6 separate regions of the Mus musculus genome follow, and all the other regions are linked to region 6. The links are chromatin contacts, called in public HiCAR-type and promoter capture Hi-C maps. All regions are on one chromosome and are shown on one strand. The core of a region is the stretch at or near the end of the contact, and the rest is flanking DNA. Distances in the headings are between cores, read along the strand shown.

Region 1 (3,599 bases), core at 24-2,523, 2.2 Mb before region 6:
GTATGAGTGAGGACTGAAAAATATAACTGATAGAAAGGCCTCTCCTAGACCTGCTCTCTGCTCACAGGACACAGGTAAAAATCTATGGTGGTGGATAGTCAGTTAGGGGTTCAGACTGTTCTTGTAAGAAAGAACACATTTTCCATCTCCTCCTCTTTCTTTTTTTTTTTTTTTTTTTTTTTTGGTTTTCAGAGACAGGGTTTCTCTGTGTAGCCCTGGCTGTCCTGGAACTCACTCTGTAGACCAGGCTGGCCTCGAACTCAGAAATCCCGCCTGTCTCTGCCTCCCAAGTGCTGGGATTAAAGGCGTGCGCCACCACTGCCCGGCACTCCTCTTTCTTTTAGGTAGGGCCTCTCTATGTAGATCAAGTTGACAAACTCACAAGAGATCCATCTGCCTCTCCTTCCAGAATCTTGGGTTTAAAGGCATGAATCCTGGGTTTAAAGGCACGTACCATCCTACCTTACTCTTATAAATACTCGACTCCAAGAAATGTTTCTCATTTTAAGAACCAACATTTTACAGCGCGGAAGGCATATCAAGTCCCACAGAATCTCTTGAGGCTGAGTTGGCAACTGTCTACTAAGATAACCTAGTTTTCAGGGTCATTTTTCTTAAACATTATGCCAGGTCCACTTTCCGGAATCCACCGCCTTTCTACCCTTCGTGGAGGTAAGACAATTTTTGTTTACTGCATGCATGGAGGAGCTGAGTTCGGATATTTTATTTCCTAACAGATTCTACGGTGGGAGCGCTTCAGCACAGGGAGGCATCTAAATCCCTTATGCTGCCCTGAAATCGACATGGCAGCAAACAATTTAAGTAAAAACTGAGAATTCTAAACCCTCAGAGTCATCCCCAGGTAGTCAATGTCTCCCTGCGCTGCCCAATCGCTGGGATGTGATTGGGATGTTGGGGGAAAATCACACTGGTTTGGGGTGATGTCACACTAGCTGAGATGACATCTAACTGTAAGAAACCCGACCGCCACCAAACGCCGGTTAAACGACCTCGGAGACTGCTGTGCGGAGAGGACTGGGAAACCGGTCCCCACACACTGTCCACGCTGGCTCCCCACGGAGGCCCACCCACACCCGCGGCCCGGGGCAAGATGCAGTGATCTCAGCCCTCCCGCTCCTCCGCACTTCCGCCTCAGTAGGTGTCATGGCGCTAGGTGGCTGAATGGTTCCGGCGAGGCGGGGCCGGCGGGATGGAGGCGGTCGCTCGGGGCTCCACTTGTCGGGTCTGGTGACAACGGCGGCTGCGGAGCGAAGGGCCGGGCCGTGGCCCCGGACCGCAGGGGAGGCCGAGGCGGGAGCGCTCGGCGCTGAGGCGGCGGCGGCGGGAAGGGGCCGGGTGGCAGGGCAGGCGGGAGGCTGGCGAGGCTCCGGCCGCAGGACGGGCGCGGGGACGGCTCCGGGGGGCGGGGGCCGGGGCCGGGGCCGGCTCGTGCGGGGGGTATGATGACCCGGCTGCGGGGCCCCGGATCGCCTCTCCTCCGCCGCCTCCTCGCGGCGGCCCCGACTCGAGGCTGAGAACTACACACACCGGCGGTGAGTCAGGCTCGGCGAGGGGCTGGGGTCGTGGACTTTGGGAGTCGGCGCCCCGAGGTGGGACGGAGCGAGCCGCAGACTCCCTTGGGTAGCCGGCTTGCTTGGGGTGCCTCTCTCGCCAGGCCCCGCGCGGCCCTAGGCGCCTGGTCGCGAGCGGCCAGGCGCGACTGCGTGCCGGAGAAAATGGGCAGCTCCCCCTGCCTCCTGCCTTTCCCTCCAGATCGTGTTGTCCTCAGGTGACAGGGGTCCGTCTGGCATCTCCCCACCGTACAGATCTCCACCCCAACCGCGGACTGCGGTGGCAGGTTCTTGTGCTTGTGCGTGTGCATGTCACCCCACTCCCTGTAGCTGTAGTTTGGGCGTATTGGTGCCTTTGGGGACCGGGAAACCGCATCTAGAGTAAATCGTGGTGGTCGGGCTGGTATGGAAGCTTTTCTGTTCTCTTGGTTCATGTTCTGTAGTCTTTGAGTATGTAATTTGTGATGGTGGTAACGCTGTGTGGGGACCAGCCCACCTATATGTTTATCTCTGCAAGGCAAAGCTAGAGGTCTAAACTTTTGCAGTCCGTCGTCGCCTTTAAAGCCAAGAACAACAAAATCCAAAACATTAAAAGATGGAAACAACCAAAAGCCTTTGGGTAGGACCCACACTATAAACAGCTCTGTAGGGCAGCGTCCCCCTTTTGTGCTTGGCAACCGAGACCTAAAAACTTGGTCTCTAGGAGCGTTGGTCTAACCTCCAGTTTGTTGTGGTGACGAACCGTGAGCAATGGCCTGTGTGTTTATGCTGGGCGCGTTTTCTTTCCTGTTTGGGAATGGGTACTGGAACGGGAAGCCGGAGAGGGGGTGGGGGCAAGCTCCAGTAAGTGAATCTTTTCTCTACATAACCAGTGACTCAGTTGTGGATACTCATAAGATGCGCATTCTTGTCTCTTTGGTGACACTTTGAGAATTCTCAGTAGTGTAGTGCAGCCACAAACAAGAGTTTCAAATGTAGACTCCGTTGCCCCAGTCCGCTCTTTATCTTGTTTCCTAGTAACTGATGAAAACAGCAGCATGGCTTCCTGCTGTAGACGGAGTGGGGTTAAATTAAGTGGCGGATGGCCTCAGCAAAACCTACAATTTTGCTCTTGTTTGTGTAAAGCTATTTTTGATTCATGGTCTGTAAGATTTTGTTTTTTTTGTTTTTTTTTGTTTTTTTTTTGGTTAAGATGATAGAGAATGCAAACCATTGCCAATTTTTTTTGGGGGTGGGGGTTGCTCAGTTAAAAGCCTAAAGCTTCCTGTAAAACATTTAAAAACCTAACGACTCATTTTACCTCATCACTGTTATTCAACTGGTTATTTTAAGACTTTGCATGCAATTTTCTCAGGACTCAGTGTTGCAATGTGATGGAGTCTTTTAGATACTCTCCTTGGCAGCACACACCTTTAATGCCAGCACTCCAGAGGCAGAGGCAGGAGCATCTCTGTGAGTTCAAGGCCAGCCTGGGTCTACAGAGTGAGTTCCAGAACAGCCAGGGCTACACAGAGAAACCCTGTCTCAAAAAACCAAACCAACCAACCGAACAAACGAAAAAAGATACTCTTCTTGGTTTGAAGAATATTTCGGTAAAGTTTTTGAGATTGAAGCTAGAGGCTGCCAAACCGGTAAAGCAGCTGACAAAAATGTTGGCGCTGGTTGGCAGGTCGTTTTTTTGATAGCGTCCTGAACAGTTGATCTCTGGACATTGTAGTTTACAGATTTTAGAGCAAGTTGATCAGTAATGAGATTTAAAATCAAACCAGATCTTCCTCCTGAAAGGAAAAAAAATCAGAGTTGACATTTCTCTGGAAAACAGAATTCATTCCTTTTTTGTTTTTGTTTTTATAAGCACAGAACTAGCAATGCTTTGTTGGTAGCGATCAGTGAGCCAGACCTGCCTGTGAACTTACACTCGGAACTTGTGCAGCGTGTTAGCTTTGTATTTTAATTGGTTCTTTTGTAATTTGAATAACTTTGTAAGCCTGAGCAGCCTGATCTGTCAACTGTTCTTTCTTTTGGACT
Region 2 (3,607 bases), core at 699-3,198, 2.5 Mb after region 6:
AATTTGAAACACACAAAAACAAAGGCTTAAAGCACGCTTCAATTACTTTTAATCCACTATTTAGGATGAACAAAGCCCATCAAAAATGGTTGTTTTCCTTCCAGTCTTTCTTCCTATGAGTAAACACTTCTGTGCAAACACTGCTGCCATCATATTCTGAACACAGTGTTTAATCTTTTCCATCAGTCTTTCAGGAGAACTTCATCAGTGCTTTGGTACCTGCATCATCATGTGTACTGAGCAAGCATCCTGCCACTTAGCTATCCTCTCACTTTTTATTTTGAGACAAAGAATTTCACTTAATCACCCAGGCTGGTTTTAAACTTGTGACCCCCTCCCCTCCTCCTCTGCCACCAGAATAGCTGGGATTCCAGGCCTCTGCCACCAGACTGGGCTTGCCTTAATCTTTCATGCTATCATTTTTAACTGATATGCATTATAACACTGCAGAAACTAACTTTAACATTTAATTCTTTATATTTAAAGTGAAATCAAGGGTTTAAAAACAGTAATCTGTCCTAGATATTCTTGGTTGTATACACATTAATATGCCTATCAGATTCCAAAAAATGAAATTCCCAAACCTCAAGAAAAACAACATTTGATGATTAAAGCCGGAATCAATTCTTAACTAACACTGTTTCTTAAAATGTAAAGTAACATTTGAATAGTTGTTTGCTGAATTTCTAGTATTGTGTCTTTTATTCGTAAAGAATCTTGTGAAGTTTACATTAAAGAAAAAAAAAGTAAGTTCAGAGAATGAGTAACTTGTGGGATGATTCAAAATATAATATTACATGCTAGTTTCATCTACTCTTGCTGGCTATGTTTTACCTTCATAGTCATGAACCCATAAGCTTTCCAGTCTTGGAAGTACATCAACATGCCAATCACTCCAATTCTCCCTCTATTCCATCTGCCCAGAGGATTACAACTGGTTCTGTAACACAGCTAGCAAATGTTAGAAAAAGCCAGGAACTTTTAGGACCAGGCCAGAAAGCTTTCCAATAATACATCAGTTACAACATGACACCCTCATGTCATATCTGTGCATTAATGGCTATGAATATGCAATGTGTAAAAATTACTTCATCACAGAAGTTCAAGTTTCCTTCCCGCTCTCAGACAAGACTTCCGAGATCATCTATGTCAAACTGATATATTCTGGGATGTTTTGTGCTTGTCAGAACAAAGCAAATTCCCCAACACCTTTTGGCTCTGAGGATAAAATGCAAATGTGGCGGGGCTCGACATAATATATCATGCTCATCAGCTCAGTCGTGGTAATCGCAGTGCTGCCAGGCAAGCAACACTATGAAGTACCTCGGCAGCTTGTTGCTGTTGGTTACAGGGCCTGGTAGATGCAGGCGCCTAAGGATCACCGAGCACCGATTCTTGCTCGCGTTCCACACGCTAGCTACTGCACTAACCTAAACAACCCAATTCTAAGAAAACTTTTCTGATTTCTCCGCTGCACCCCGGGAAGTTGTAAGGGGGAGGAGGCTAAAAACGTAACAGAACGGTGCGCAAGAGAACGATCGATCGCAGAGCAACTAAGTTTCTGATAACGTCACACTCTTTCAGGAGATGGCTTCCTGCGTTGCCAGGCAACACTGGCCACGCGGCCCGGCGGCGTGTGCTTTCCAGCAGCAGCACCTCCTGCGGTCACATGTGTGCAACGTCGCTGTGGTCTGAGTTGGGGACAGTCATAGGCTAGTGGACCTCGGAGAGAAAGTGTGGAGGGCTCTTTACAGGAAGCAGGAAGGGAGAAATAAGTGGCGGAAGGGAAGGGGAGCGGGAAGGCGCTCGCAGGATCGGAGACCTAAAGCAGAAGACCGGCTCGGGTTACCTGGGGAGCCAGAGTTGCTGCGGGTCCTTTGTGAAGTGCCCGGATGAAGCGCCAGCACTCACGGGCCTTCCGCACAGAGAACAGCGCCATCTTGAGAAGGGCGGGGCCGCCGGCCCGGAATGACGTCTGCGGGCGAGCCGAGTTGTGCTTACTACGCATGCGCCTGTCCTCTGGGCTGCCGCTGGCCAAAGTAGCTCAGTACCGATGTTTCCTAAGTTTGCAGCGCAGGTGCGCCTTGGAATAGGTGGCCCTAGGCTTTAGTGTTTTCCCGACCATCTTCTCCTTTGTGCCAGCTTCCTTGAGGGAGACTCAAGAAATGAGTTGTTGCTCTTTAGACGTGGAAGTAAAGGAAATCACCCACCCTAAACGAAGGCTAAAAACAGACCCACGGCTCCTGGAATCCTAGCACCTTCGGATTTCCTTGGAGACCAAAGGTGGAAAAAAATAGGTAATTTCTCACCCTGCAGTTCCGAAGAAAAGCAGTCAATGATTCTGGCAAAGCCATGTCTCACCACCTGCTCTCTAATACAAAACTACATGACTTGCTATCCTGTGTTCATTGATACTGAACCTTAGACCAATAAACGTCAGCTCTCACAGTTTTGAAGTTGAACTGGGTTTATTTCATTTTCCCTCCATTGACTTATTTCTTACAGGAAAAAGTCATGTAGTTTTTTGTTTGTTTGTTTGTTTTTTAATCAAGCTTCCAGATGCAGCTTTCCATTCGTGTCTCTTAAGAATGAAGCCTGCTTCTCTTAGAGGACCATAAATGACTTTTTGAGACCTACATGCTGGTCATCGGGTCTGCAACTTTACTCTAGTGCCCTGAGTGAAACACTGATGGATATGTGTGTACCTTGCCTTCCGGAAGTGTGGGGTCTCATGGGTTCAGAGAATGAATTATGCATACTGACGAGGTGATATAGAAGCAAGTACCAAGTTCAGAGTGGACAATGCTTAGAGCTGCAGTGCTCCGCGGAGGTTCAGTAACAATGACACCAGTGATGCTTGATGGAAGATGTTTTGTGTAAAGATGATGACTTCTCTCAGTGAACTGAAAACTCTCAGATTAAAAATCAGTAAAAAATATAAAGAGCAGATTTGACACAATCCCATTGCATTGGTTATATTAGTCTAAGAAACACATACTGGAAATTATCAAAGATTCATAGGCAGTAAGCTGTATTTGAGATGCCTGTACTCCCGAGGAGTTGAAATCTAAAGTAAGATAAAACTCCAGTCATACAATAAAATCTTAGAAGCATGCAATTGTTCCAGAGTAACTGGAAGTGAGCAGGGAAGGAATTACAGGTATGAGGTGGAGAAAGCTGAAGAAGCCATGGTTCCGCCCTCAGCAGAACATAACAATATGATTTTGTTGTTAAAATTTGAGGCACATGTATTTCCAGGTGCAATGCACTTTGACTACATACCCGAGTATAGAGCCAACGGGACACTTGAGCTACAAAACATGGTAATAGACTCCAAAAACTGAATAAACTAGATTGAATTTAGAATAAAAAGTGGCCGAGTAATGGAAATAAAGTGGCCAGGAATTAATAGAAAACCCAAGACACATGGTGTAGCAGAAGCCCAGGACAAAGCCAGTCAAGAGAAGATATAGACAATGGTTACTGTAACATGGGGTTTTATAAATGCCTTAGGTGTCTAGTCTTCAGATAGAAAGCAAAGTATTACTATTTGCATAGCTATATAATTAATTAGATTATAACCCCAGGAGTTAACATTAGACTTCTA
Region 3 (3,304 bases), core at 183-2,682, 2.2 Mb before region 6:
GTTTATTTACAATACAGTTCCTGGATTCTATCCCATCCTAATGAAATCAGAATTGATCCCTAGATCACGATTTTTTAAAAAAGGACCCCATGGGACTTTTGTGTCCTACCTACAGTTTTGAGCTACAACTATAGATTAGTTACACGTTCAAACATATATAATAGAAAAAATCCTAACCAAAGTGAGGAGACAAGGCTACTTATTAATAAACTACCACAACAGGCTTTGGTAATTACAGCCTGAGCCAACAACAGTACAACTTTAAGAACAAGAATTGATATTTTGAATTTTTCATACCACCTGACAGTAGACAATGTTTTCAAGGTTGACTAGCAAGCTTGGTAGGGTGCCTGGTGACATTCATAACACAAATACAAGCAGAATAGTAGGTTTAAAGAGGAGAAGAATGATAGTATTATTTTGGTCATATCTTTGATGAACTATCCAAGTCGAAATGTAAAGCAAGCAGAAAGATATACAGGTCTGAATCTAGAAAAAAGGGAGAACTGTTCTACGTTAAGTCATTGAACCAGGAGTCAGCCGCAATTGCTAAAGCCTGTGGTATGAAGGAGACCTCTCAACTGGGCATGGTGTTCCACACGGAAGACTGAGATGACAACCCAGAAATGCAGCCTCAAGGCCAAAAGATAAAACTGCCCTTCTTTAACTTTTTCAGAGTGATCGCAGAGCTCTGAAGAGGATTAAAAGTGGGGCCGGGGGGGGGGGGGGGGAGTTAGAATTCTATGGTAGGTTGGTGATACCTAATAACTCGCTGGATGACATTCCGGTAGCGCAGCCTATCAGCCTGAATATGAGGGTTACACAGAGCCTTCTTCAGTTCCTTCACCACGTCCTCAGAGCCAAGGTATGGCATCGTCGCCAACACTCACGGGACAGTTTCCACAGACCCGTAGGGAACTCGTGGGCTCCTCCTAATTTCGATGTGGGAGCCTGAATAAAGGAGATGTAGTCAGTGAAAACACTAACGGCGAGATGTCACTTTGCTGTGCCTGCCCCCCAGGGCGGAACACATTCTTGGGTCCTCGGGCGAGCCCCGACCCTTCAGGAGCCGCCCGGAGACCCACAGGCCGTTGGCTCTGCCCAGCAGATCTCAACTCTCTCTAGGCCCAGTTACGAATTCTACACTAGCAAAAGGCCAAAGACCTAGCACAGCCTCCTCCCTGGGAATCTAGTCCCAGTGGCCGAGGACACCCCAGACAGCTTCCTGCGGAAATCCCGCCCCGTCGCCCTGAGACACAAGGAGCAGCTTTCCGGGTCGCGCCGAGCGCCGAGCGCAGGTCCGGGGGGGGGGGGGGGGGGGCACCGACCTCCGGACGCCCTTCCCCCACCCATTCTCCCCCTCGGCGCAGGCGCGCAGCTCACTGTGTGAGCGCCGCGGCCGGCGATCGGAAATCAACTACTAGGGTCTGTCTCCCCGCCGCCGCGCGAGCTTTGACAATGTGGGGACTGGGCCCGAGCTCCAGCGCGCGGTTGTGAGTGATGCTCTCCCGACTTCTTCCGCGTTGGGCGCTTTCATCCTGATCGTCCCGAGCGCGGCCACCTTCTTTTTTCTCACTCTGTCTACTAATTCCGTTTCTGGGATGGTTTTCCTTTAGGGCTTCTGGACTTGTTCCAGAGTCCACTTGTCATTGGGACGCTGTCGTGGAAACCTCACTCAGGAGTGCGGTTCCCGCGAAGACCCCACTGGGTGACACCTCAACTCTGCCACCATGAACGGGGTCGTAATCCCCCAAACGCCCATTGCTGTGGACTTTTGGAGCCTGCGCCGTGCCGGTTCGGCGCGGCTCTTCTTCTTAACCCACATGCACTGTGACCACACGGTGGGTTTGTCTAGCACTTGGGCCCGGCCCCTCTACTGCTCTCCCATCACTGCTTGCCTCTTGCATCGTCGCCTGCAGGTATTGGGGCTGGGATTTGATCGCTGAGACCTAGTCCAGGAATCTGGGTGGGGACTTCTGATCTGTCACAGTTTGGGGGATTACCGAGTGGGAGACATAAGGACTGAATTTTTACAAATGTGGGAATTGATCCCGGAATGAGACTGGCTTCTAGTTAACTACCTGGAGGTTTTTAGTCAAGGAAATGATTCCTATCTTTTCAAAAACCAGTGCTTTCCTAATTTGCATTTAAGAATCTACCAGACTGTTCAGTGATAGAACACTTGTTTAGTGTGTGCAAGAACCCTAAGTTAGATCCCCAACACTCATTGCCCGCCCCCAATAATTCATCTAATGTGCTAGATAAAAACACATATTGTCTAACATCTCCTCATCTTGTCTGTGTCAGTAGAAGTGGCTGGTGTGAGACTGGAACTTTTTTTGACAGTTGTTTCCCACCCATGGCTGGGATTATCATGATAGGAGAAAGTGTGAGAATCTTTATTTAGACTGTTTTCAGATTCTGAGTTTAAATCTGTACAAAGGGTGGGAGACAGAAGAGGAAGGAGAGATTTCTTGGGAATCCTTATAACAGCTTACATGAGAGTGGTTCAGAACTCGGTCAGCTTTCCTTGATGAAAGAGAAGTCTATGGTTACTCGGGTGACCAACTGTTTTCCTCAGGTGTCTAAGCACTGGATCCGGGCCCTGGAGGTTGGCGAGAGTCATGTATTACCTCTAGATGAAATTGGGCAAGAAACCATGACTGTAACGCTCATAGATGCCAATCACTGCCCTGGTTCTGTCATGTTTCTCTTTGAAGGATACTTTGGAACAATTCTATACACAGGTGAGCCTCCCAAGGCATTCCTCACACTTTATAGCTACCTTTACCCAGAAAGATAGCTTTATCCCATACAGGCACAGGGACCCTTTCCAACTGATTTCCTACTTGACCATCCATCCTTTACTTTGTTAAATAAAATCACAAGAGCAAGAAAACAAGAAAGGCATGTTGGTGCTCGCCTTTGATCCCAGCACTTGGAAGGCAGAGGCTGGCTGATCTCTATGAGTTCAAGGCCAGCCTGGTCTACTTAGTGAGTTCTAGGACACCCAGCCTATGTAGACAAACCCTGTCTCATAAGAAAAACATCAATCAAACAGAAAATCTCCAAGAGTGGGAAAGAGACATTTTCACAAAGAAACTAGACTGTACAGTTCAGTGCCAGGACAGTTTTTGCATAAACTCGTAACCAATCTCCATCTGCTACTGAAGGTAGAAGAGGCTTGTCTTCTAGCCTTTGTTTTTTGCCCACTTCTTATACCCCACATATTATTCTTCCAGGTGATTTTCGATATACACCATCCATGCTGAAGGAACCTGCTCTGATACTGGGGAAACAGATT
Region 4 (3,397 bases), core at 500-2,999, 2.6 Mb before region 6:
ATTCTAAACAGATACAGTTTAGGCAGAGCATTGTGTTTCAGTCTCAGCAAAAATAGAAGATGTGAAGGCAATCGAGTATTCATTCAGGAATTTATTAGTATTAACTAGTTGTCCATAAAACAAGTTAAATTTTTTTTTAAATTTCAGATGTTGGTCTATTTGAATGATCCACATGATGCCTGTGAAAAGTATTTACTCCATTGGGTTCCAGACGCTGGGCTTTCTCTACCCCCATCATAAGTGTGAAGGCCATCTGGCTTCCAATCCACTTGGCCAGAGGGAGCCTCAGCAGGATGGAGGGTGGTATTAAAGAAATGTAGTTTCTCTCTTGGGTGACTGCTCAGCAGACAATCAAGGACTGAAGGTTACAGTCTGGCAATCTCTCCATCAGGGTGTAGATAAAGGTCCTGTCTCTGCCTGGCAGGTCCCAAGCCTGCAGCTCCAGGGCTCCACTTCCCTTATTGTTTCTTGAGTCCAGCCCACATTTAGTGTTTTTATTTCCCCAGTTCAATGGTGTGAAGGAAATCACTGTAGCTGTCTGAAGCTTGATCTAGTTTGTAGAGCTCCTCGGAGTTTAAAATAAGGGCTATCATTAAAGGGAGTCAGAAGACATGCCCTGTCACAAAAGTGAGACAAGTGCCCCAGTTCAGAGAAAACACTTTCCAAGAAATACTGGACGACTATTTGGATGAGGTGAAACATTTACGAACAGAGGGCATTCCAAAGACGAGAAAGCACGCGTTCAATGAAGGAAGAAAAAAAGCTTAAGTGTTTCTGAAAAATTAGAGCTGGGAGAGATCTGAGGTCTCCCTTGTTCTGAGTCACTTCTTCCACCTTCTTACAAACAAGCAGACGCGAAGCAGAGATCTGGTCAAGGTCAAGCCACCAGTGTCAGGACTTAGCTCCGCAGGCACCAGGTTGTTTTTTAATCCATCTCCTTCCCGCTTTCCTCAAATGATCTTCTAGTCAGTCTCTCTCGCTAAGCTGCAGTCTCCTCGAGAGCAGGATCACTGTTTTCTTCATTCTTGGAGTTCAGTAGCTAGTGTAATTAATGATCTTCACTCTCAGCTTGTTTCCGACAGGCTGTCTAACTTGCCCGAGATCACACAGCATTCGAGCACTGGACTGTATTTTACCCTCAATTAACAGGATTTCGCCAATGGATCATTTAAGAACATTCATTGAACGAATTAACAAATTCAAACCCGTAGAATCCGTTTCAGCCTTAACAGGCCCATTTAGTGGCTCCACCGTTCGGAGTAGCTGGGCACTGGACTCCCAGGATCCAGGCAAAGCACTCCCAGGATCGCCTTCGGGCTCCAGCTCCGAGGCCCCGCCCCCTGCCCAGCTGGGCACGCCCCACCTTGGGGACCAGGGTCCTTTCAGTGTTTGAGTTTCCCTTGGCTCCAGCCCCTGGCTGGAGGGCCTCTCCCCTCTAGGCGACCTGTGCCCGCTCCCAGACCAACCCTCTCTTTTCCCTCCCCCTTCTCCCTCCCTCACACTCTAAACTTCTTTTTTCCTCCCTCTCTAAACTTCAGTCATTCTAGTGCCCGCCTCCTCTACTTAGACCACCCAATCAGAAATCAGCATGCCCGCCGAGGGCCGCCCCCAGCTGCCAGAACCCAATCCACGGTGCGGAGCCGAGAACTGGGCGGGTCCTCCGGAGCAGAGCTGGTGACGGCAACGCGCCGGGCGCTGCGCTGCGGGAGGGGGCGGGGCCGGGCCGGCGAGGGCGGGGGAGGGGCCGAGCGGGGAGGAGGTTGCGGCGGGTTTGAAAGCGCCAGTTTCCTGGCAGCTGGGGCAGGCGTTGGTCTCGGCGCTCCGGCTCCGCAGCAGCCGCGCTCCAGCGAGCGACTAAGCTCGGTGCGCGCGTACCGATACGAGCCTCGGTTCCAGCCGCTCCCTCAGCTCCCGCCCCTTTGCCTCAGCCTTTCCCGCCGCGCGGGCGCCGAGTCCCGGCCGTCGGCGCTGACCCCGCCCGGAGACCCCGCCGGCGCCGCCCGCGGGGCGCGCGCTCCCTCCGGCTCTCCTCAGCGGCCCGCGAGAGGGGCGGCTCGCGGCGGCGCGCGGCCGGCGGGCTGAGGCGGGGGGTCGACGGCGGCGCCCCTCTGGCCGGGCTGTGCGCGGGGCCCGGAGCGGCACCGCGGCCGCCCGCGCGGGGGCTCCCCATGGTGCAGCGGAGGTCGGGATGTCGAAGACGTTGAAGAAGAAGAAGCACTGGCTCAGCAAGGTGCAGGAGTGTGCGGTATCCTGGGCCGGGCCCCCGGGCGACTTGGGCGCCGAGATCCGCGGCGGCGCCGAGCGCGGCGAGTTCCCTTACCTGGGGCGGCTCCGCGACGAGGCTGGCGGCGGCGGAGGCACCTGCTGCGTGGTCTCGGGCAAGGCGCCCAGTCCGGGCGATGTGCTGTTGGAGGTGAACGGGACGCCGGTCAGTGGGCTCACCAACCGGGACACTCTGGCTGTCATCCGCCACTTCCGCGAGCCCATCCGTCTGAAGACGGTGAAGCCAGGTGTGTGGTCGCCTTGGGGACCCGGGTCCTGGTCCGACTCCCCGGGGAGGAGGGGGGAGGGGGCGGCGCCGGGGTTTCCCATTTTGCGGCTAGTAAAACTGAGCTCGGGTGAACCGACAGCTGTGTAGGCTGTCAGGGAATTGGCACTAGGAGCTGGCTTTCCTAATCCAGCTCGGTCTCCCACCGCATCAAGAGTTTTTATTTTTATTTTTATTTGCCTAGAGAAGAGCCATCTCTTTTCTTCTCCCCTTTGTGGAAACAGTCCTATGATGATAATCTTTTCTTTGGAACGTATTTGCGTCTTCTAACGGGGAGAAAGGGCTTTACTATGGAGACTCGGCGCCGGATCGAGGGCCGAGGTTACCACTGAAAGCTCCTGGGAGGGCTCAGCTGGCCCAGTGCGTCGTGCACGACCGCAGACGTCTGGGAGCTGACAGTCCCACTCTGTGGGTCTAGGTGGCTCAGGTGTCTGAGTCCCAGTGAGGTACAGTGTGTGGTATGAGGCAGTGGAGCTGTTGTGTCGTCTGGATTTGGAAGGAGGACCCAGGTGCCCAGCCGAGCAAATGCCTTTGTAAAGCTTTCAAATCTACAGTATTTGTTGAAGCGCAGGGTAAAAAAAAGAACCCCTTGGTGCCCTGGTGTCTTTGATGCTCGTAAAATGTGCTGCAAAGCATGTTACGCTTATGGCATACTCCCTAGCTGGAAAGCATTGATCAGACTGCGCAGTCTGGTCTGGTAGTATGTAGTAAGTTTTCTTACGAATTTGTAAGAGAAAACACTGTTGGACCTTTCGGTATTGGTAAAATATGGTTCTGGCTTCTGAGGTGGTTGTAGACATGGGCATCGTGATTAATCATTGTTACTAGAAATCAAATTGTTTCTGCTGA
Region 5 (3,664 bases), core at 701-3,200, 2.3 Mb before region 6:
TGACTATTATAAGTTATAAATATATACAAAGTATAAATATGGCATAACCAAAACCCTGCTTCATTTCTTCCATAAAGAATATAAATACATGCTACAAGTATCTGGCAATAGAAGACACCAATTTTGGCCAACCTAATTCATCTCAAAAGCACTCTTAGTCCTACTTTTTCTATGTGAAAAACCTTTAAAGACTGCTGGAATTGCAGAGATTCTCAAACAGTGCTCTGGCAAAATGAAATGAAACTAGAATCTACATCTGCATCTGCATCCTACTGCACGCTTCCTTCCCTTCAGAGATACGGTTGGTATACTTCCTAGACTCAGAGGGTGATAAAACCTTCCTCGAACCAATCCTAAACCATACTAACAATTAAAAGGGCTAATATTTTTTTTTAAAAAACTATTTTTACTACGTCTAGCTGAAAAATAAACACCGTAAATGATTTTTTTAACCTCGCCGAAGCTAAGGCAACCAGTAGTTGTGTAACCTCTTTAAGAATTCAAACTCAGAGCCCAGAGTCAAACCTGTAAATATGCTGGTGCCAGGAATGAGAAAAACTAAAGATTTCCAAGCAAGAGAACAAGAAGGGACTTTCAGTGACAAGCCTTTACTTCAGAAAGGGAGGTTTTAGTACCCCACCTACTAATCCGATGCCAAGCACTGCGCGGCGCGGAAACCCTGCCGAATTTGAAAATAAATGTTGCAAAGGCTCCGGGGGAACTGCAAACAGGGATGGAAACTGACAGCTCGGCCTCAGAGAGAAGCCTCAAGTAGGTCAAACTGTGGCAACCGCCTGCAATCCCGAGTCCACTCCAGTGGGCTCAGGGGAGTAGAGCGGCGTCTTTCAGTCCTAAAGGGGCGGGATATGGGCACTGAGACCTACAGCCCGAGCCCCAGCGGTTCGCCTGCTCTCACCTCTCTTGGGGGCCTTGATCAGAGGCACCCCTCCGCTCCTTTCGCCGTTTTCCTGCTTGTCCTTGTGCTTGAGATCGCCCGGAACGCAGGCGCCGGGGTCACCATCGGAGCCGCGGTGGTGATGGTGCTTGTGCCGCTCCTTGTGGCCCTTATGCTTGGGCCCGGCCGCGCTCACCGTCAGAGGCGAGAAGGTGAAGAGGGCCGAGGTGCCCGGGGCCGGGAGCGGGGCAGCGACAGTGGGCCCGGCGGGTGCCAGCGACGGTGGCGGCGGAGGCGGCAGGAGCAGAGGTTCAACAGGGCCCGGGACGGTTGGGGCGGCATTCGTTGGAGGCAGCGGCCCGGGATGTTGGCGGCTACGACGCCGCCGATGAGGGGGAGCGAGAGGGGGGTCCTGGCTCGGCCGCCCCCGCTTCTCCTGAGAACCCCCGCTGCTCGCCCGGCGCTGCCGCTTCACTCCCCGCGGCGAAACCCCAACATGGGGTTTCTCCTTCCCTTCTTTGTCCGGCTCCTCCTGCGCCGCCACCGCCCGTACTACGCGAACCGCTCCGACCTGCGCAGCCATTTCACCCACAAACACACATTTAAATGGCCCGACCGCCCCCCCGTCCGCGGTTCGCGCAAGCGCTGCCCGCGCATGGCCCGCTGGGCATTGGAGTCTCTCCCCCACCCTCCACTGATCGGTCGTTCTCGTAGACCTGAACATGCCGGAAACGGCAGTTCCGACACCTCTCCGCAGACCTCGCCAACCGAGCTTCTATTGTAAAGCACCCTGGACGCGCAAGGCCTTGCGGGAGTTGTAGTTCCACCGCCCTTCGCGTTCTTCCCCCTCCCCCTCCGCCCCCACTTTGCTCTCTGAGTGGAGGAGCGGAGGGGAGCGTGCGCCTAGGCACGCTTCGGGGTGCCACGCAACTGCCGCCCTCCGGCGAGTTGCCGCCAACCGCCCTAACCGCCCAAACAATGTTAATAGCTTTCAGAGTCTCGCCGTGTGTTCAGGCGCTCCACTTCCAGTGTTCCTCCTTCATCTTGCCCGGAGGTGGTCTCCATAGTGACTTTTCAATTTCGTATTTCTCCCCATAGCCTTTGTGAGGTAAAAGAATCTCCAGTTTACCCTTGACAAACCAGGAGGAAAAGAATTTCGGAATATGTAAAACGACGGTTTCGCTGTAGAACATTGTAAAGCTGCTATTCAGAAAAGAAAAAAAAAATTTTTTTGAAGCATTTCCTATAGCACTGCTGTGGCGACCGCTGCAGGCTCAAGGCAGGTGCAAATGTTGCCTTAGGCGTTCCCTGAGCGCAGCTCCGCCTTGCCAGAGTCACTTTTCCCTCCAATTCTTGGAAAGGTAGAATCCAGCATTTTTGTTGAACATACAGCTATAGTTAACAACAAAAAAAAATGTCTCGATAGAAATTTTTAATTTTTTTTCAACCCATACATATAAATTTGCAAATGTGAAAAGCGCTGTCAACCTGACACTGTTCGCCAGGAGATGGTGTTTACTCAGAAATCCGTTTTGAGTTTCATTACTTTAGCTTTTTACCTAGAATTGCATTTAAGTCCTTGAGAAAGCTATTTGGAAATAACCGACTACAATGATGTACTAGGCATATAAAAGACACTGTGGTTTAACACCACTAGTTCCCAGAGAAGTAACTTAGGCTGAGTGAACTTCTGTAATAAAAGTTATCGTTTAAAATAGAGAAGTTCTTGAACACCTACTGGGTATACATTGTACTACAATAAACAAGTAACAATACAGGTCAATTTGCCCTAGCATTTGGGTTTCCCAACAAAAAGTATTAAAGCGCAAATAATACTGTTGCTAGGCTGTATTTTCATAAGTAAAAATATTAAACTGATAGGGAAAGTAAAGCCAACCCTTTACAATAATAAAGAGCCATTAAATTATTTACTGTATAAAACTAGATTTGAAATATAATTTACTTAGAAGAATCCATAGTCATATAGAAATACATTTTCAAATCACCAGTACCTTTAAATGGTTGTGAACATAAATTCGTTTTATGTGGACACGTTTATCTATAGGGCCTTTTCTATGAAGAACACACTATCAAAAAAGAAAGTTAAAGTGCTAACAAAAAGTAACCGCTGTTGATTTTTTTTTCTTGAATTGGTAAGTGAATAACTGGGTAAACATACATACAGTTGGACACCTCATAGCAATACAGAAGTGATCACTGCCGTTATTTGTACATCATCTTTCCTTCTTTTACGCAACAATTGGGGAAATTGAGGAGATACACTCCGTTTAGACATTTAGTCATTTTCACAAGCAGTACTGCAAGCACAAAGGAAGGAGTGCTTTGTTTTCTAACTAAAACCTTTAGTCAGTCGTGATGGAGCACGCTTGCAATAGCAGCGGTCTGCAGCTTGGAGAAGGATCAATAGTTTGAGGCCAGCCTAGGGCTGCATAGCAAAATCTATTTTTTAAAGTTATTTTTAATATTAAGGCAGTGTATAAATTTAGTTGAAGGGTCGGAGAGACAACTCAGATGGTGAATTAAGTGCGTTTAACTACTTTTGCAGAGGACCCTGGTTTAGAACCCACGTAGCAAGTCACAACCTGTTATTCCAATTCAAGGGATTTGGTTCTCTCTTCTGGCCTCGATGGGCACTACACACAGGTGCTGTACATACATGCAGGCAAAAACACTTGTATACATAAAAATATTTTAAAGAGAACGTTATGATCAAATTCTTACAATTCTATTGAAATTAATGTTTATGCT
Region 6 (3,343 bases), core at 308-2,807:
AGTGAGTGGATGAGTAAGGAGGACCACAGCCCAAGCATGTGCTTTCTGTATTTTAGTTGTTGTGTTTTCCCATTTAGATCAGAGCCTATAGGCAATTCATCTTAAAGTAAGGTCTTCAGCAAGCAAAGCCTGCTGCACAGTGGCAGTGATCTGCCATGCACAGGAATGCACTTTCTTAAGTCTAGCTAACACTCTGTGACCTCCAGTTGAACTAACAGGGCTGGTACTGGTACTCTGGATTTGAAGGGTCTTTCCCCAGAATCGTGATTTTAAATTTTGCTTATAGTTTCCTCTTCTCTCTAAGCCCCAAACTGATTTAATCAAGTTCTGTAGATCACTGGAAGAGATAAAGGCTGCCTTCTGCTATAAGCAACAGTTGTATAAGCAACCGTTGTTTCTAAGAAGTACTGAGAATTGCTCTATGGAGGAACTGATAACACAGTGCCTAGATGTTTGGGTGTTTCTCCTTCCCTTACCCTCTGCCCACCCCCACCTATTTTTTGCAAGCTCTACATCCTACAAAGCATTGACACTTGAAGTTGATAGGTCTATATCTAAGAAGTTAGTGTTTTCCTTACTTCTAGGTATTTTCAGAGATGGAAATCGAGTTTCTCTTCTGAATCCTAAGCTTTCCCAGACTGCTTGCTTTCCTGAGATTGGTAAGAACAACAACAAATACTTTGTTGTTTCTGATGTTAAGTTTCAGCCATCACAGCGCCTGCTTAGCCACTGAAACTAGAAGCCCCGCCCTGCAACTCTGCCAGGCCAAGAGTGGGATGCGACTGGCTGGAAGTGAGTCTGATGAGACCCTCAAGGTAACCACGGATGCTGTGGATGCTGTTCTTCAAAATGCTTGAGCCACCTCTTTTACTAAAGATGGGTGTTCTTTTGGGTTTTAGGTTTCTCTGCCATAAAAAGGAGAAACTCTCCAACAAACAGTTTAATCCCCCCTCCTCTTTTGCAAGATTTCATTCATACAGTGCTGTGAATGAATTTCTTACTGACTTTTTTTTTTTATATAGTCATTTGGGGGTCATAAGGGAAGGGAAATGTAAGTGATGCGCGCACGCGCGCGTGTGTATATGTCCTGAAGCATTTCTCTAGTGGTGGAGTGAGAGGACCCCAGGACGAAGGAATCAAAGGGAAAGCACCATCCGCCGCCGCCGAAGGATGCCGGCCTGGATTCTGCAGAGAGGAATCCCTCGGAGTCGTGCAGCTGCTGTCCAACCCCGGCCCCTCGAGACCCCAGAAAAGCTACGCTGAGCAAGTAGACTAGCCCCGACTGCGCCGCACCCACTGTGGACCTTCCGCACCCTACTCCGCAGGCTGCTCACTCAAGTCCCCAGTGTTCTGCAGGCGGGAGCGCTCCGTAGCCCTTGAGAGACCCAGACACCCGCGTCCTGGGCACCGGCGCCCTCCTGCCGGGAGCCCAGGGCAGGCAGTCGCTAGCGCGGTCTGGGCCCGGCTGGGAGGGGTTAGAGGCGGAGGCGGAGCTAGCTGGAGCCGGTGTCAGGTTGCTCCGGTAACGGTGACGTGCACGCGTGGGCGGAGCCATCACGCAGGTTGCATATTTTAGGAAGTGAGGAGGAGGCACGGGCTCGAGCTGCGGCTGGGTCTGGGGCGCGGAGCCTCGGCGGGAGGAGGCGGACACGTGGCAGCGGCGGCAGCAGCGGCGGCAGCAGCGGCGGCCTCGGTCCGGGGCGCCGGCCGTCCTCCCTCTTTCCTCCCGCGGCAGCCCTAGTTCCCGCCTCTCGGCTCCCCCGGCTCCGCTCTCCCGGCCGGGAGCTGCTCTCTTCTCTTTCTAGTCTCCAGCAACAGGACCCGGCGCGGGGCCCGCAGCGCCGCCACCATGGGGAAGGGGGTGAGTGTCTGGCGAGCCCGGGCCCCGGGCGGGGGCGCGGGAGGAAGCGGCTTAGAGACCGGGCTCTCGGCAATGGAGGGGCGGGTGCTGAGCGCGGGCAGCGGCCCGGGAGGAGGAGCACCCGGGGCGGCATCTCTGAGCCGGGCGCCTGCCCTGCCTGAGCCCTCTGGTCGCCTTCACCGCGCGCCTTGCGCTTCCTTTCTCCCTCCTCCCACCGTGCCCAGGGGAAGGAGCGCTCCTCCCCTTCCCCCGGGGAGCTCCGACAGGGCCCCCTCGCGGTGGCGGTCCTCGCCGCGGCCCGGCGCCGGCGAGGGCAGCCTCCGGGTCGAGACTCCCTTCTCCTGGAGGCGCTGGGGCTCGGCCAGCTCCCCGCAGAGGCGACCGCCCTCCCCCAAAGGAAAAAAACTGGCTTCCCCTTAGGCCGAACCAGCCCAGCGAAGCTGGTGCCAGAAAGGGTGTGACTTCACAGCCCAAAGATAGCCTTTAAGGTATACTTTTGAGAGCTTTAAAATGGGCCACTGTCCATAACAGGATGTGCCTTTGGTAACTGGTGTTATCGTCTTAACGACGGGGAGGGGTGTGTTGTTTTATGTCGGAGCACAATTCTTAAATGGGGCCAGGCTGACCCTTCAGGGCCGCAGGGTACTGTCAATCTAACAAAGGACTGGAGACTGGGCAGTTGATGGTGTTAGAAAAGCCATGCGGGTTTCCTGCACTGCTGTCTCACCCGAGAGCGGTTCCCGAAGAGAATGAGGGAATCGGGCACGAACAACACTGAGTTCCCACCTCGGTTACTGCTGTCCACCTCGGAAGAGTTAGTTCTTGACCTCAAAGTAGCAGATTAAAAACTTAAAAAAATAACCCTGAAAATATCAGTTCCTAGCTTGAAAAAGCACCAGTCATGAGAATACAGGTGGGAGAGTCCATTCCACCCTTTTCAGGGCTGACCAAGCAGACAAGCTGTAGACACTGCAGGTCCTAAGGCACCCGGGTATATACTGGATGGAGCCAGAGGGAAGCACATTCTTTGGAGACTTGAAAGAGATGATTATAAGACGTGGGCCAGGAAGAGAGAATAGAGACCCCGATAGTGCCCAGTGTGGGCTGGTCGGCGTATGCAGCATCCTAGCAAAGAACTGATTCCCTCCTGGCCTCCACTTTCCACGATGGAAACCGGATCTATGTGTCACACCATCCTACATGCCATCCAAGCCGTTCCTATAAACCATTTATTCCTTAAAGCCCCATCTTTTATCTCCTATCCCTTCGAAAAGTATCTTTGTCATTTGGAGACCTTGAGCGGCTTTTAGGAAGTTCAAAGCCTAGGAAGGTGAAGTGACTTGTTCAAGGTCAAACGGTTGTTTAGTGGCAACAGGTGCTGAACAACCTGTTGCTCTCAGCTTACACATAACATCTGCCTCTGAAGCATCATTTTGTGTGCAGAACTCTGAAGTTATCCTCCAGAAGAAATTGGGGTGTTTA

What was found. Promoter capture Hi-C pulls out the DNA fragments that hold promoters and counts their contacts. HiCAR-type assays count read pairs that join an accessible place to other places.
Region 1: a promoter capture Hi-C map of liver shows a contact between it and region 6, with 6 times the contacts expected there. The contact joins the promoter of Hipk1 here to the promoter of Atp1a1 in region 6. A contact is called at or near these places in 2 of 39 promoter capture datasets (liver and pre-B cells).
Region 2: a promoter capture Hi-C map of pre-B cells shows a contact between it and region 6. The contact joins the promoter of Wars2 here to the promoter of Atp1a1 in region 6. A contact is called at or near these places in 3 of 39 promoter capture datasets (the C10 cell line, liver and pre-B cells).
Region 3: a HiCAR-type map of astrocytes shows a contact between it and region 6, with 4 times the contacts expected there. The contact joins the promoter of Dclre1b here to the promoter of Atp1a1 in region 6. A contact is called at or near these places in 2 of 39 promoter capture datasets (liver and pre-B cells) and 1 of 115 datasets of contacts at active chromatin or transcription factors (astrocytes).
Region 4: a contact with region 6 is called in a promoter capture Hi-C map of liver, with 2.4 times the contacts expected there. The contact joins the promoter of Magi3 here to the promoter of Atp1a1 in region 6. A contact is called at or near these places in 2 of 39 promoter capture datasets (liver and pre-B cells) and 1 of 115 datasets of contacts at active chromatin or transcription factors (astrocytes).
Region 5: a promoter capture Hi-C map of pre-B cells shows a contact between it and region 6, with 5 times the contacts expected there. The contact joins the promoter of Rsbn1 here to the promoter of Atp1a1 in region 6. A contact is called at or near these places in 2 of 39 promoter capture datasets (liver and pre-B cells).

Annotation. Positions count from the first base shown.
Region 1 is chr3:103,788,949-103,792,547 of GRCm38.p6, reverse strand. Hipk1 (homeodomain interacting protein kinase 1) reads left to right here and starts at 1,273. Exons shown (of 16, transcript NM_010432.2): 1 at 1,273-1,553.
Region 2 is chr3:99,139,431-99,143,037 of GRCm38.p6, reverse strand. It overlaps Wars2 (tryptophanyl tRNA synthetase 2 (mitochondrial)), which reads right to left and starts at 1,948. Exons shown (of 6, transcript NM_027462.4): 1 at 1,850-1,948. The coding sequence starts at 1,939.
Region 3 is chr3:103,807,515-103,810,818 of GRCm38.p6, reverse strand. It overlaps Dclre1b (DNA cross-link repair 1B), which reads left to right and starts at 1,432. Exons shown (of 4, transcript NM_133865.2): 1 at 1,432-1,919; 2 at 2,582-2,747; 3 at 3,243-3,304. The coding sequence starts at 1,731. Ap4b1 (adaptor-related protein complex AP-4, beta 1) reads right to left here and starts at 1,302. Exons shown (of 10, transcript NM_026193.2): 1 at 762-1,302. The coding sequence starts at 874. It overlaps Gm15471 (predicted gene 15471), which reads right to left. Exons shown (of 5, transcript NR_040412.1): 5 at 2,379-2,605.
Region 4 is chr3:104,218,758-104,222,154 of GRCm38.p6, reverse strand. Magi3 (membrane associated guanylate kinase, WW and PDZ domain containing 3) reads left to right here and starts at 1,749. Exons shown (of 21, transcript NM_001159354.1): 1 at 1,749-2,510. The coding sequence starts at 2,189.
Region 5 is chr3:103,912,406-103,916,069 of GRCm38.p6, reverse strand. It overlaps Rsbn1 (rosbin, round spermatid basic protein 1), which reads right to left and starts at 1,950. Exons shown (of 8, transcript NM_001356556.1): 1 at 917-1,950. The coding sequence starts at 1,619.
Region 6 is chr3:101,602,921-101,606,263 of GRCm38.p6, reverse strand. It overlaps Atp1a1 (ATPase, Na+/K+ transporting, alpha 1 polypeptide), which reads left to right and starts at 1,557. Exons shown (of 23, transcript NM_144900.2): 1 at 1,557-1,861. The coding sequence starts at 1,850.